2 separate regions of the Sus scrofa genome follow, and region 1 is linked to region 2. A link is a contact called in public HiChIP or PLAC-seq data. All regions are on one chromosome and are shown on one strand. The core of a region is the stretch at or near the end of the contact, and the rest is flanking DNA. Distances in the headings are between cores, read along the strand shown. Region 1 overlaps LOC110255526 (a long non-coding RNA gene). Region 2 holds the start of RNASEL (ribonuclease L).

Region 1 (6,999 bases), core at 1,358-3,857, 160 kb after region 2:
TAATTAGTTCTGATGCAATGCCATTACTATGATAATGTCACTCTTACTCACATGCATTCCAATGTGCTTTCCTGGAGCAGGGAGGTGGAAGAAAAGGGGGATGGATTATGCAGAATGCTGGTGTTGTCCCAGAGAACGTATTTCATGCATACATATTAGCTGGCATACCATTTCATTGAGCAAAGAGCTGAGAACTGTTGTTTTTCGCCTGTCTCATTCCGACTCAATTACTGTTGGTTGTTTGCATGGACACTATAGTGTCCATGAGGATGCAGGTTTGATCCCTGGCCTCACTCAGTGAGTTAAGGATCTGGTGTTGCCACAAGCCACGGGGTAGGTCACAGATGCTGCTCGGATCTGGTGTTGCTGCAGCTGTGGTGTAGGCTTCATCTGGAGGCCTAATTCGACCCCTAGCCTGGGAACTTCCTTATCCCACAGGTGCGGCCCTAAAAAAAGAACCCCAAACAGAAGGAGATGACCCGGCATAGCAGGTTCTGGACAAAGACAATCTAGGACGGACCTAGCTTTGCCAGTTCATTTTTATTTTTATCTTTTTTTTTTTTTTTTTTTTTTTGCTTTTTTAGGGCCCCACCTGTGGCATATGGAGGTTCCCAGGCTAGGGGTAGAATCAGAGCTACAGCTGCCAGCCTACACCACAGCCACAGCAATGCCAGATCCACCAGATCCGAGCTGCGTCTGCCACCTACACCACAGCTCACGGCAATACCAGATCCTTAACCCGCTGAGCAAGGTCAGGGATCAAACCAGGTGCTCCACGGTTCTTAGTCGGATTCCTTTCCTCCGTGCCACAAAGGGAACTCCAAGCTTTGCCAGTTCAATGAACTAATCCCTCTGTTTTCTCATCTGGAGGTAATAATACTCTTACTTCATGGGGTTATCATGAGGATTAAATGTGCTAATAATTTTAAGGTGGTTATTTAGCACAGTGCCTGTCAAGTGGTGCGTTCTATTAATGATAACTGTTATTACGAGCGTTTACTACAGTAGGCACTTGAAAAAAGCTGAATGAATGACCTATCCTCCAGCATATTTAGAACAGAAAATGACCCAAGAAATATGGAACTGGCCAGCACTCGTTTCAGTGCTGCTGTAGGCCAAGTACTGCCACATTTAGTTTTGCTGCTAAAGCACACATTGGGTATTTGTCACCTATCCAGAGGGGGGATGAAACACTGCAAGGGACATGCTATCTCACTGGTGATCAATAGCTGATGTTGGCGAGAATTTCAGCCATGACCAGGAATACACTTGGTGGTTATGCCCAATCATTTTTCTCCCAGAAGTGCTATCTTCCGGGGGAATCAATCTCGCAATTCTAGCCTCAAGTAGCATTAGAATAAATCGATTTGGGGAATAATGGGAAATCAAGAAATGTGTACCCTTCTGCTGGCGATGTATTTAAAAACCCTCAGCCAACGACTCAGCAGGGTGAACAGTTGGACAGCAGCCATTTAAAAACATTCAGATTTTAAGAAATGGTGTTGACAAATTCTTTTCCTAATAGCCTCTAGAAAAACCTTTGCGGTGAAAGAAAAATGATGCACATGTGATCAGCGGCTGTGTTCCTTTCCCACCGAAACGTAAAACAAAATCACAAACACGCCACGTTCTCTCCTGTCTTTGGGCCTTTCACCCATGCTGTTCCCTCAGCCCAGAATGTCATCCACGCACACCCCTTCCAAACACCCCCATAATCCTAGCAAATCAGGGGTTAAGGACACAGAGTAAAATCCCTAGTAGGTGACATTGAACATGTCATTTACCTTCTCTATGACTCAGGTTCCTGTGGGGATGATAACTGTACCATCCTTGTAGGGCTTTCGGAAAATTAAATAGGTTAATACATGGAAAATGCTTAGACTAGGACAGTTCATAGGCGGTAAGCACTACATAACTGGTGTCATTCTTGTCCTTCGCATCCTAGCGGCAGCTTTGAACCCTTGTAAAGGTGCTTCCATTCCCCTAAGCAGAGTTAACGCACCTCCTCCTCCAGGCCTGCACTTCTCTCTACTGAAGTATGTGTTGCCTTCGATGACAATCTCCAGTGTGTGTGTCTGCCTCGCCGGTCTGCAAAAATATGAGGAATGCAAATGCTATCATTAACCCTGGGAGTCTTCGAGCCTTTCAACTGAGCCATGAACATGATAGATGCACAATAAATATTTGGTTAACATATGAATGCATTCATTAAATGCTATTTAAGCTTTCCAAGCTTCCCTGCAGTCGGTATGTTCCCCTCCTTGCATCAAACTGTGGAAGGATTGTTGTGCTGTGACTGCCTCGAAAGTCAAATGAGGTAAGGTTTTGAACTGTCTCAGAGTGGGTATGATAATCACTGTATCATAAAAATTCATTCTTAACACCATTAACAGAATGGATTAATGTTATTACCAAGATGGCAGAATGACTTGGCCCAGAACGTGTTATCTCTAGAGATGAGACTTAAAGCTCAGGAAGCTCTAAAGCACTGCATCCCCCCAGCATTTCTGGGACATGGGACAAATTCCAGGCAGCGATGTAGGAGTGGTTAGTTGCAGCCAATCTGCAAGTGGAGCAGGACCTTGGCAGGCATGTGATCCAGGGGGACACCGAAAATAGCAAGCCCATGGAAGGCCAAGGGAATTTCCTCCTGTGAAAGTGAGAAGGCGATGATGAAATAAGGAGCTTCCTGGCAGTGAAAAGAAACATCCTGTTTGAGTTGGATGGCAAGAGAGAAACCCGGGAAGGTTCTGGCCACCCTGGGAAGGCTGTGTGGAGCACTGGGGAAAACACCAGATTTGGAATCAAAAGAATCCAATCTCTGTTCTTCGTGGGATGGGCTTTCCCCTCTTCGAAATGGGGATCAAATGAAGAAAACTGGAGAAGCGCTGCATCAATGTAAGAAATGATTCTATATTGCTGGAAAAGTCCCCTCCCACAGGAACTCACGGAATGGGCTCCCACCCTCACAGAAACCTCTCCATCATGCTAGGGGTAGAAAGAAATGTTTCCGCCTCCAATTCACTTAAATGAGCAACTTTTTAAAAAAATGTAGAGGGACGAGAAGCTTAAAGGTTTTAAAGGTTTTGCCTGGGAAAAAATGTACTAGGAGTCTCCTTTGGGGGCCACTACAAAATACATGAAACCATCCAGTATGATTTATGGCCTATGTAGAATTTTTTTAACCTTAAGGGCAAACATTTACGATGCAAAATGCCAGGATGCACACTGGGAGCTGCCTGCCTCTAGGTAGCAAGAACTTATTTTCCAACTTCATGTTTTGTGATACCACATTGGCAAGGTAAAATTAGCCACGGTGGATGGCTTTAACCCTAGAAGTTGATAAATTCTATAAATTCGTTGTTGGGGTTTTTTTCCGCTCCAAAACCTGGCTCACTAGCACACCACTGACAGAGCCCCAAAGGACTCAAGACTCCCCCCAGCCATCATGCTCCACTCCAAATGCTACAAAAAGGAAACTGCAGGAGTTCCTGTTGTGATGCAATGGGATCCATGGCGTCTCTGCAGCTCTGGGATGCAGGTTTGATCCCTGGCCTGGCACAGCAGGTTAAAGCATTGCCACAATGGCTTAGGTTTGGGTCTGATCCCTAGCCCAGAAACTCTGTATGCCACAGGGTGGCCAAAAAGAATAAAAAAAATAAAAAGGAAACTGCAGCCACACACACAAATACTAGATGGGGATATAATACTGTGAGGATAGAAAAACAAAAACATAATGAAAACCCCTAGTATATCAACTATACATGCCTATCACATGAGATTCTGGCAATGAGATGTCTTGAGGTTTTTTTTAACTGAGAGTAACTGCAATATGGCAGAGAATTTTGAATTAGCCTTATCTCCATATACTCAAATTCATACTTCAAATGAATATAATCCAAAGACATATTACAGGAGATCCCTGGTGGCCTAGAGAGTTAAGGATCCAGTGTTGCCTCTGTTGTGGCTCTGGTTACTGCTGCGGTTACTGCGTTTGATCCCTGACCCAGGAACGTCCACATGCAAAAAAAAAAAGAAAGAAAGAAAAGACATATTACATATTCAAACATCTCAATTGCACAATGAGGGTGATAGAATGGTGGAGTAAATAACTTATCAAAATAGGTGATCTGTCATTTACCCCATGGAACCAATAATATAGTGTTGTATCTATGACCTTTCAATACGCAGCAGTCAATGAAAGCATAGTCTGTTTTCTCTTACATGTTGTATCCATTCTCTTAAAGTTTAGGTGGACTGTTCCTTTTCTTCTAGAACACCAAACATTATGCTATGTTTCCAAGGCAGGTGCTTGTGACAAGAGAAGAAAATAATGCCTTGCCTGTGTAAAGTTCTCAGTGTCTCTCAGAGGTCGTTCTCACATGCAGTCTTCAACTGACTCTCATACACGCTCTCTAGAGTGAGGTGCACTCAGTTTCAGGCGAGAGGAAATGATCCTCACGCTAAGAAGAGCAGTGGAATCTGCAGCCTATGGTCCTTATGGCTGCTGGACGTGGGACACTGACTCAGAGCCACCAACACCACTGCCACTAGAATGACTATGGAAGGGGAACAGAACCTGCCACCCCAAAGTGTGTCTCTTTAGACTTTGATTCAGAGTAAGTAACAAAGAGAGCAGCTCTGCACGGGCATTCCATCTTCGCCTTTTTGCTGGTGAGGGGAAAGCAGAGGTGGCAGCAGCAGTGGTAGCTATTTCCCAGAGATTGCAATGGTTGTAGTTCTGATGTAGAAGCAGCAGCTGTGGAGCAGCTGCAATTTTCCATTAGGTCTACAGCTTGGTCGGGGGTATTGTTCCTCAAGGCTTACCTTCAAGCCCAGTTTTCCAGTCCACTCAACAGTTCTGTGATCCACCCAATCCTTTTTAAATAAATGCTTTTCCACTTATTCAACAAGAGTCAGCTTTTTCTGCTAGAGAACTCTAACACAAGAACACTAATACAATTATTTTTCTATTTCTCGGGTGTGGAGATTGAGGCTTTAAGAGGTTAAATTGCTCAAGATCACCAAGTTAGTCAATGACAGAGCAAGGAGTTAAACCAGGACTGTCATAATCCAAAACCCAAATTGTAAACCAGAAGAGGTACAGCACAAGGACATAAAACTGATGAATCAGAGTTGAGTTGCTGTTGTGTTTTGTTTTTTTTTTTTTTTTTACAGTTAGAATAAATGATAGAAATATCTAGTTCTAACCTAAAGTTCTGAGAAATAAGGTGTAAAAGCAGAGACCACAATCCAAATCTTCTGATCTGATGTGCTTTCCACGGTACCTCTCATCCTCAGAATCCTGTCACATTTTTATCTTATACATTTTGAGATGAATTTTTAAGTGCAGTTGAGTTCCAGACTAATACACAGAGAGGCTGTTACCACTGTTTCTTGATTCCACACATTCCTTCTATATCCAATGTCCATTTTACCCAAGTATATACTTTGGTAGTTCTTTCAACAAGAGTCTGTTTTTTAAATTATTTGTCATTAAATGCCTTTATTTTCCCTCATTCTTGAATGATAATTCAGTTAGATATCGATTTCTAGGTTGAACATCATTTGTCATCAAAAAGAGATTAATATGGGAGTTCCCAATGTGGCTCAGCTGAAATGCACCATGAGGATGTGGGTTCGATCCCTGGCCCCGCTTAGCGGGTTAAGGATCCATTGTTGCCGTGAGCTGTGGTGTAGGCCACAGATGTGGCTCAGATTCCACATTGCTGTGGCTGTGGTGTAGGCCAACAGCTGTAGCTCTGATTAGAGCCCTAGCCTGGAAACTTCCATATGCCCAGGGTACGGCCCTAAAAAACAAAAAAATAAAAATAAAAAAGGGATGGATAGGGATAGAACCTCTCCTTTCCTCTCTAATGGCTCTGTGATATGGGAAGTGATGGCTGTATCTTCTGTATAGTGCTTTTAAGGAAACGGGCAGGCGTGACCCTACCCTTCCCTACTTAGGATGCGGACCTGAGGTCCAGAGCTAAAGAAGCCACACACTGAAAATAGCAGCCACTTTACCAGCCCTTGACATCTAGACTCCTATATGGAAGAGGAATAAATTTCTATGTTTTAAAGGGTCTTTTTTTTTTAAAGCAGCTCCTATTGTATCCTAACAATTGTACCTCTGTTCTCTCCACTTTTCCTTGTGCCTTCTTGTGTGTTGTGTGTGTGTGTGTGTGTGTGTGTGTGTGTGCACATGCTCTCATGACCTTCTCACTCACCTCCATCTCTCCTATTCATGTCCATGTTTTTCTCCCTCATTATTTCTCTGTGCTGCATTCAGGGTGATGGTCTCAGTTCTTTCTTCCAGTTCATTTGTCTCCTCGGAGGTCCGATGTGCTATTTAATATGTCCCTTTGAGTTTCTAATGTCAACAAATTTTTAATTTCTATACTTCCCTTTGGGTCTTTTCAAAGAAACCTACCCTTTTTTTTCAAAATAAACTACTCTTTCATTCTATTCTTTTATTTCTCTGGCATTTGAAAGAAAATTTATTTCACAATTTTTTAAGGTTAGCTCAGTTCTTAAGTTGCTAATTTTCCTGTTTGCTTTATCTTCCGGTGGCCCTCCAGGGTGATTCATTCATCCACTGGGTTTTATTAAGACTGCACCTTCAGCAGGGCTGGTTATTCCAAAGGATACCTGCACGTTTAAGTTCCAGAAATACCCCCAACACATTAGTTTGTTTCTTTTTTTTTGTCTTTTTGCTATTTCTTGGGCTGCTCCTGCGGCATGTGGAGGTTCCCAGGCTAGGGATCGAATTGGAGCTGTAGCCACCGGCCTACACCAGAGCCACAGCAATGTGGGATCCGAGCCACGTCTGCAACCTACACCACAGCTCACGGCAACGCCGGATCATTAACCCACTGAGCAAGGGCAGGGACCGAACCCACAACCTCATGGTTCCTAGTCGGATTCGTTAACCACTGCGCCACGACGGGAACTCCTTTCTTTTTTTTTTTTTTTTTTTTGACATTAGTTTGTTTCTGA
Region 2 (6,973 bases), core at 2,126-4,625:
ACCAAAGCATTTCTGCCCATGTTGTCACGGGCATCGACCTCTGCCTTCATCTCGTGGAGGAGGATCGTCACGACACCCACATGCCCCTTTTCAGCAGCATCCATGAGGGCGGTGGCCCCTCCTTTCCGAATCCTCTCTTGATCCTGCTTTGTCTTTCGATGCATGTTCACGTCTGCTCCATTCTCATACAGGAACCTTAAGGCTTCGACTCTACCGTACACGGCGGCTTCCATGAAAGCTGTGAAGCCATTAACATCGCACTCGTTCACATCTTCCACGTTAGGAAGTAAGAGTTGGAGCAGCCTCACGTTCCCGGTGATGCCAGCGATGATGAAGGGAGTGGCCCCATTCCTCTTCCGCAGACAAGGGTCGGCGCCATGCTTCAGCAGAAGAGCCACAAGGTCCTCACTGTCCATTTGCACTGCACTATGCAAAGGTGACCAGCCCCATTCCTCTTCCTGGAAATTGGCATCAGCCCCTCTTTCTAGCAATTGCCGGACCTGCTCAATGTCTGCTTCTTGAACAGCTTGAGTCAACATTTCTTCCAAGGAAGCCCCCCCATCACTAGAGGGTGTGGGTGTTTCCTGAGGGTTGTTATGGCGCTTGGTCTCCATGACAGTAAATACCACTGGCTGCAACTCTTTTTGCCTTTTCTTTGAGAAAATGAAAACGTATCTCCTTGGAATTTGACCAAAGGGGACATGGAACGCTTAGAAGCTCCTGTCAGGGGAAATGGGAATTATCTGGCCATAGCCCCTCGCTATGAGGCAGCACAGTGCTCGTGGAGTCTTCTGACTTTCCGCCTAGAGATGAGAGAGGTACTTTATAATGTTATAATAGTGAGAAAACACTTGTATCAGAGAAATTAATTTTTTTCTTCACTGTGCTCAAGGCATACAGAAGTTCCTAGGCCAGGGGTCAGACCTGTGCCACAGCAGCAATCTGAGCCACTGACAATGCAGGATCCTTAACCTGCTGTGCCACCAAGGAAATTCTCAGAAAAATTAATTTTATTAGCAACCTTTTCAAAATATATCTACTCAGTTATTATAGAAACTTTGATTACAGGATATCATAAATATATACAAATTATAAATAAGAAAATTATTATTCTATGGTACCACTGCCCAGAAACAGGCATTGTTAATATTTTAGTATAGCTCCATAGATTTTTTAAAAATAGTTGGGCTCCTGCTAGGTAAATAACTTTGCATCCTCTTCCCTTTCATTTAATGCTTCACTATAAATGACCTATGTTATTACAAAGTGTTTTAAAACATTTCATGGCTGTGCAATATGCCATCAGAGAGTTGTTGCAGTTCCCTATTACCGAGCAGATTTTTCAAGTAACTTTTAGACAAGAGTTTTAAAATGAGAACATCTTCACAATTCTAAATAATGTGGCAGCAAGCAGCTTATTTTAGTTTGCTTTCTTATGACAGAGCTTGTAAGAGATTTCTTTTTTTTTTTTTTTTTTTTTTTGTCTTTTTGTTGTTGTTGTTGTTGTTGTTGCTATTTCTTGGGCCGCTCCCGTGGCATATGGAGGTTCCCAGGCTAGGGGTTGAATCGGAGCTGTAGCCACCGGCCTACGCCAGAGCCACAGCAACGCGGGATCCGAGCCGCGTCTGCAACCTACACCACAGCTCACGGCAACGCCGGATCGTTAACCCACTGAGCAAGGGCAGGGATCGAACCCGCAACCTCATGGTTCTTAGTCGGATTCGTTAACCACTGCGCCACGATGGGAACTCCAAGAGATTTCTTGTGATAGATTTCAAAGAACTGAATGGTCAAAGGCTGTGATTGTTTTTAGGATTCTCAGCCTGTATTACTGATTTTTTTTCCAATGCCATATAAACATACTCTTATCAGAAACAGATGGCCTCTTGGGAGTTCCCGTCGTGGCGCAGTGGTTAACGAATCCAACTAGGAACCATGAGGTTTCGGGTTCGGTCCCTGCCCTTGCTCAGTGGGTTAAGGATTCGGCGTTGTCGTGAGCTGTGGTGTAGGTTGCAGACGCGGCTCGGATCCAGTGTTGCTGTGGCTCTGGTGTAGACCGGTGGCTGCAGCTCCGATTCAACCCCTAGCCTGGGAACCTCCATATGCCGCGGGAGCAGCCCAAGAAATAGCAAAAAAAGACAAAAAAAAAAAAAAAAAAAAAAAAAAAAAAAGAAGAAATAGATGGCCTCTTGAAAACACCAGAACCCTCATTTAATGAGACAAAATGTGTCTTCTGTCAATTTGCATTTCTGGTTGCCATTGCTCGGTGTGTCTCTGACTCTCTGCGGATGTGCTTTCCTATTTTAAGGTAGTATAGGATAGGAGTTCCCTAGTGGCCCGGCAGTTAAGGATTCGGTGTTGTTACTGCTGTGGTGCAGGTTCAGTCCCTGGCCTGAGAACTTGCACAGCTGCAGGTGTGGCTGAAAAAAATTAAGTCATGCAGGGTAGGGGAAAGAGCTAGGCTCTGACCTCAGCAAGATCTACATTTGAGCCCCTGGTTGTCTGACTACTAGACTCTTACTTCCTAATTGTATAACCTTAGATTATTGAGTCTCAATTTTCTGTTTCCTCAAATGTGGCAACGATAAATAAAGTCCCCCCTAGAAAGTGTATTAAAGTAGGGAGGGGGAAATATTAGGCATCCGATAAATGGTAGAGCTAATGATGTCCCCTTATAAAAAGGTTAATAAATCCACCCTCCCCACCCATGTGCATATACCTGCTACACAAATAGGAATCTGGGGTGTTTGTTTTTAGTCCAGCTGCCCTCAGTCACATCAGAGCAATTTAGAACCAGTTCAAATATCAGACAGCAGCAAACTGTTACTTACATATTTAGCGAACTGCATCGGCTACAAAATTCACAAGGCCACCACTTTTCAGCCATCTCACCCCTCTGACATTCTCAAAACTCCCACCTGGGAGAGCCGATCGATCGGATGGGCAGCGTAAGCACAAACACCCGGCAGTGACACCTCTGCTTGTGTAGACAGTTCTGGTGAGGATGGGTGTTGAGGTGGGCTGGAGTAAGTAAAGGAGCAGAGGAGGAAGAAACTCAAAGAAAGCGAGAGCAGAGAACAGAAACAGCTCAGCGAAAGGGCTGCAAGGGGAGAGTCTCGATTTCACTTTCATTTTCTCCAAGTACCAGAGATGCCCGACAAACCAAGCCCACTTGAAAGAAGACTGTGTGGATAGTGACAGAAACCCTGGAATGCTCCCGGGGGTGCAGGTCCTCCGGAGCTGTGTGTCCTTCCTTCCGCCCAGCCCACCCTCGGGAATCGTTCAAAGAAAACACCTTCTCAGGCTTTTCCGGCTCTCTTCCTTCTGCGCACCTTACCTTTTAAATGCAGCCGCCTCCTCCCTCTGGCAGCACTTCATCGTCAAATCCTCTTGCCAGCGGGCAAACAGCGCCTCCTGAGGAAGTCCCTGAGCCAGTGGGCGGGGCCAAAAAAATGTGGAAGGAGGAGGGAGGGCACACTGCACATGCCCACACCCAGGCAGAGGTGGTGGCACCTTTAAACCCCCTAGAGGAAAGGGATGGCTCTTCCCTGGCAGCTGGGCGCTGACTTGACGTCCAGGATCCTGCTGCTCAGCCTTGAGCCTTTCAGGTCCCAGCATCCAGCTCCATCCCAACCATGTTTTCCCAAATCCCTGTCTTTTTGAAGGAGTGAATAGTACCTGCTACCGGAAAAGAAGAATGATGACGATGATGGTGATGGTAGCAGACATTTACATAGCTCTTGCGTGTGCTCAAGTAACTGTTCTGAGCCCTTTATATATATTAAATCACAAAATCTAATCCTTATGAGGTAGCTACTATTTTTGACCCCATTGTACAGATGAGGAAACTGAGGCACGAAATGATTAACTTCCCTTGTTCTAGAGATTCGGGCTGCATCACTGGACAGCATAGAGGAAAATGCCCACCCTCATTCTTATGGGAGAAGCCAGACAACATAAGTATATATAATATGCTTTGTGGTGAAAATGCTGCAGAGAATAATTAGTAGTAATTAATAAGGAGGGTTGGAAATACCAGGATGAGGATTTGCAGTGAAGGGAACTATTTTATAAATAATGAAGATTCAAACTCCACTGTCTAGCACCTGACTAACTTACATCTCTCACCCTTTGGCTCCTTCCTCAATTATTTACGTTTTAAACCTTTCTTTTCCTCATAAAGCAATTTGAATAACCAGGCGAGTTTAAAGGATTTGGGAGCCTGACCTGATGTAGCCACAGGGGGGCAGCAGAGGGTGAGGATGGGCCAGAGCCTTTCAGTGCCACAAGGAAGCAACAGCACTGATTCAGAAATAGCACCAGCTGGCCTGAATTAATGGCTTGACCTTCTGCTTTCTTATCTGGAATTCTGGAGTGCATCTTACATCAGATGAAATATAGCATGGAAACATCTGTACTATACCTGAAAAAGTAGACCTGGAATCCTGGCTTTGAATCACGACTCTTCCATTGTTTTCAAAAAGTCAAATAGTTATCGACTGATGCCTCCTGAGTCCAAGGCCCTGTGCTAAGTACCTGGAATCAGATCATAAGAATAGATAATATTCATGGGACGTTAGTGTGGTGCTAAACACTTTTATTTCATCCCCTGTTCCCTAGGCAGGGTGCATTCTTATTGTCCTCATTTACAGATGAGGGACCCAAGCCTTGGAGAGGCTTATTAACTTCCCAAGGCCATACAGCGAGTGAGCCAGGAGTCCAACCCCAATATTCCTGCTCCACAGCTCCTGCTCTGAATCGCTTTACTGTGGTCTGTTCTGTCCCATCTTATCAGATAATACGGCTCCTGATCTTGAAAGAGAGCGGTTTAGGGAAAGAAAAAGCGCTGTGGAGAGAGAAGTAGTGCTTCCAGTTCGCACGTGAGGCAATCAAGGTAAGAATGGTGTCCCAGAATCACGGAAGTGGCAGAGATTAATTCTCTGCAGTGGACGTCTGGGAAGGCTTCACTTGAGGAAGTGAGGGTTTGCTGGATTTTCAGGAGTTCTTTTGAGGAGGATATGTTCCTTCTCAGCCCCCAACCCCCAATTGAAAAAAAAAAAAAAAGAAGCCATTCAAAGCAGAGAGGACAGCTTGTGTCTAAGGGCCGTCTGGGCAGGAGATAAGTCAGGAGAGGGACTTAGGTGGGATCAGAGCCTCACATGTCATCTAAGAGATGAATGTGCCCTTATAGTCAAAGGGAAGCTGTCAAAGGGCTTTGATGCAGTCATGGTGTGCTCAGTTCTGTGTTTTATGAGTAAAGATGGACCCAGCCTGGAAGGTGAGCTGGAGGGGGAGAGGACTGGGGAGGGAAACCATGTGGGAAGCTGTTTTTGGAGCCCAGATTAAAGAGGATGAAATTTGCCTCTAAGAAATCTAGGTGAACTGGGAGAAGCAGCGTCTTTGTATCAGCGTTAGGGAGACAGAAGGCAGTAGACATCAGAGGGGCACATAACGACCTTGGCTTTGACTGTGCTCCATATGAAGAGCCTGTGGGACGTCTGGGGAGAGGAGTCTATAGGAAGCTGGAAAGGGTCATCTAACTGGTCATCTCTTGCTGGATTTAAAAAGAATCATTAACTTAAGAGACATTTGCTAAACATGTATATGCTAGCACGTTCTATGGGTGTAGAACATTGAAGAAAGGTCATGTCTCATCTCAGAGACATGATGAAATTACAAAGAATACTAATTGTTTTTAGTTTATATGACATCACAGTGGCACAGAAGTAGACCCCCCCAACCCACCCCCCGCACCCCAGTGGATAATGCATGGTTCATTGACAAAGGAGAACCACCCCTTGCTCTGTTCCAGGAAGAACTTGGAACGGCTCGGGCTGGGTCCAGTCGACAGAGGAGATGGGCTCTGAAGTGACAGCTGAGCTGGTCCAATCCACGCGACATAACAGCTTGGCTGTTGCATTGTCACCCGCTGAAGGAAGTTACCCATAATGGTGGCCACCATGAGAACCAGTCAGCAGGCAAAGGTGGGTCTTCGCCTTGTGCCTCTGCTCTTAACCTAAGAGCTCCCCTGTCTGTGTCTGTCCTGTGGCATTTCCAGAGGCCCTCTCTCCCAGGCCACCACCTCCCCCCGCCACCCCCGGCCTCCCAGCCCCCAGGGAACTTCCCTTTCCCTCTTCCCCGGACCCCACAGCCCCTGCAGACAGGATCTCACATTTGGGTTTTATTTTTATTTCACAATAAAATCACATGCTAAAACAGGAAAAGGAGGGTTGAGTACACCATTCGTATCTAGGAAACCAGCTCCTGTGTCAACAATAAATAAATATTTAAACAGCGAGGAGTTCCTGACAGCCCCTGCGAGGTGGCCAGCACTTCTGGAGGAAGAGTCCAGTGGAGAGGGAGCCAGTCAGGCTGCCAGCTCCCGTGGAGACTCCAGCAGAGGCCAACTCCAACGGCAATAAATAACAATAGCAACAACCCAACGACAGCAACAAAAATAATGTGCAATGACCATTGTCACAAAACCAACAATATGTTAGACTTAAATAATTTTCTCCTGGAGGAGTTCATAGTGCAGAGAGAACAGTGTGGATTTTCCAGGGGCAAAGGGGGGCTGCCTGGTTAATTCACCTCCCCCACCAGCCTGGGCCCGTGGAGAAGTCCCACCATGGAGCACATGTTAGGTGAGGCCCTGAGGTGAAAAGCAGGTTCTGATTCCCACCCCATCCTGCTCCTCCCAGCAGCTTCTCTGCCCAGCTTCCACAGTCTGTCCAAGGGTCGTCAAGGTACCTGCCTCCTTTCTCCTGAAGCCCCACTGAGTGCACCTCACAGCCACAAAAAAAGAAACACTAGGTTCCCCTTCCATCCTGGGGAATCCCTTTGTCCCTATTTTCATAACCACAAAATAAAAAAGAGAGATTGGCTTAAAATATATATATAAATATTGGCTTGATTTGAACAGGACTTTGTGGAACTGCCAAGAGATGTGTTTCTTAAGATGCCTTTCTTCTTC

The links. HiChIP or PLAC-seq counts read pairs in DNA pulled down with a chosen protein or histone mark.
Region 1: a contact with region 2 is called in an H3K27ac HiChIP or PLAC-seq map of skeletal muscle. The contact joins the enhancer-like site here to the promoter of RNASEL in region 2. A contact is called at or near these places in 4 of 5 promoter capture datasets (fetal liver, fetal skeletal muscle, liver and 1 more), 32 of 47 Hi-C or Micro-C datasets (adipocytes, adipose tissue, alveolar macrophages and 17 more) and 2 of 2 datasets of contacts at active chromatin or transcription factors (alveolar macrophages and skeletal muscle).

What each region holds. Positions count from the first base shown.
Region 1 is chr9:124,069,749-124,076,747 of Sscrofa11.1, forward strand. It overlaps LOC110255526 (a long non-coding RNA gene), which reads right to left. Exons shown (of 5, transcript XR_002335965.1): 2 at 2,003-2,088. Among named protein-coding and RNA genes, the nearest start is that of RGS8, 19 kb to the left of the region's middle. Within about 2 kb of position 2,608, at least 4 of the 83 cell types and tissues checked have an H3K27ac peak or open chromatin away from gene starts, as enhancers often do. A contact at or near this core is called in fetal skeletal muscle and skeletal muscle, where this site is marked.
Region 2 is chr9:123,907,011-123,913,983 of Sscrofa11.1, forward strand. RNASEL (ribonuclease L) reads right to left here and starts at 3,376. Exons shown (of 7, transcript NM_001097512.1): 1 at 3,338-3,376; 2 at 1-803. The coding sequence starts at 614. LOC110255523 (a long non-coding RNA gene) reads left to right here. Exons shown (of 4, transcript XR_002335960.1): 3 at 5,813-5,984; 4 at 6,923-6,973. RGS16 (regulator of G-protein signaling 16) reads right to left here. Exons shown (of 5, transcript XM_021063763.1): 5 at 6,169-6,973.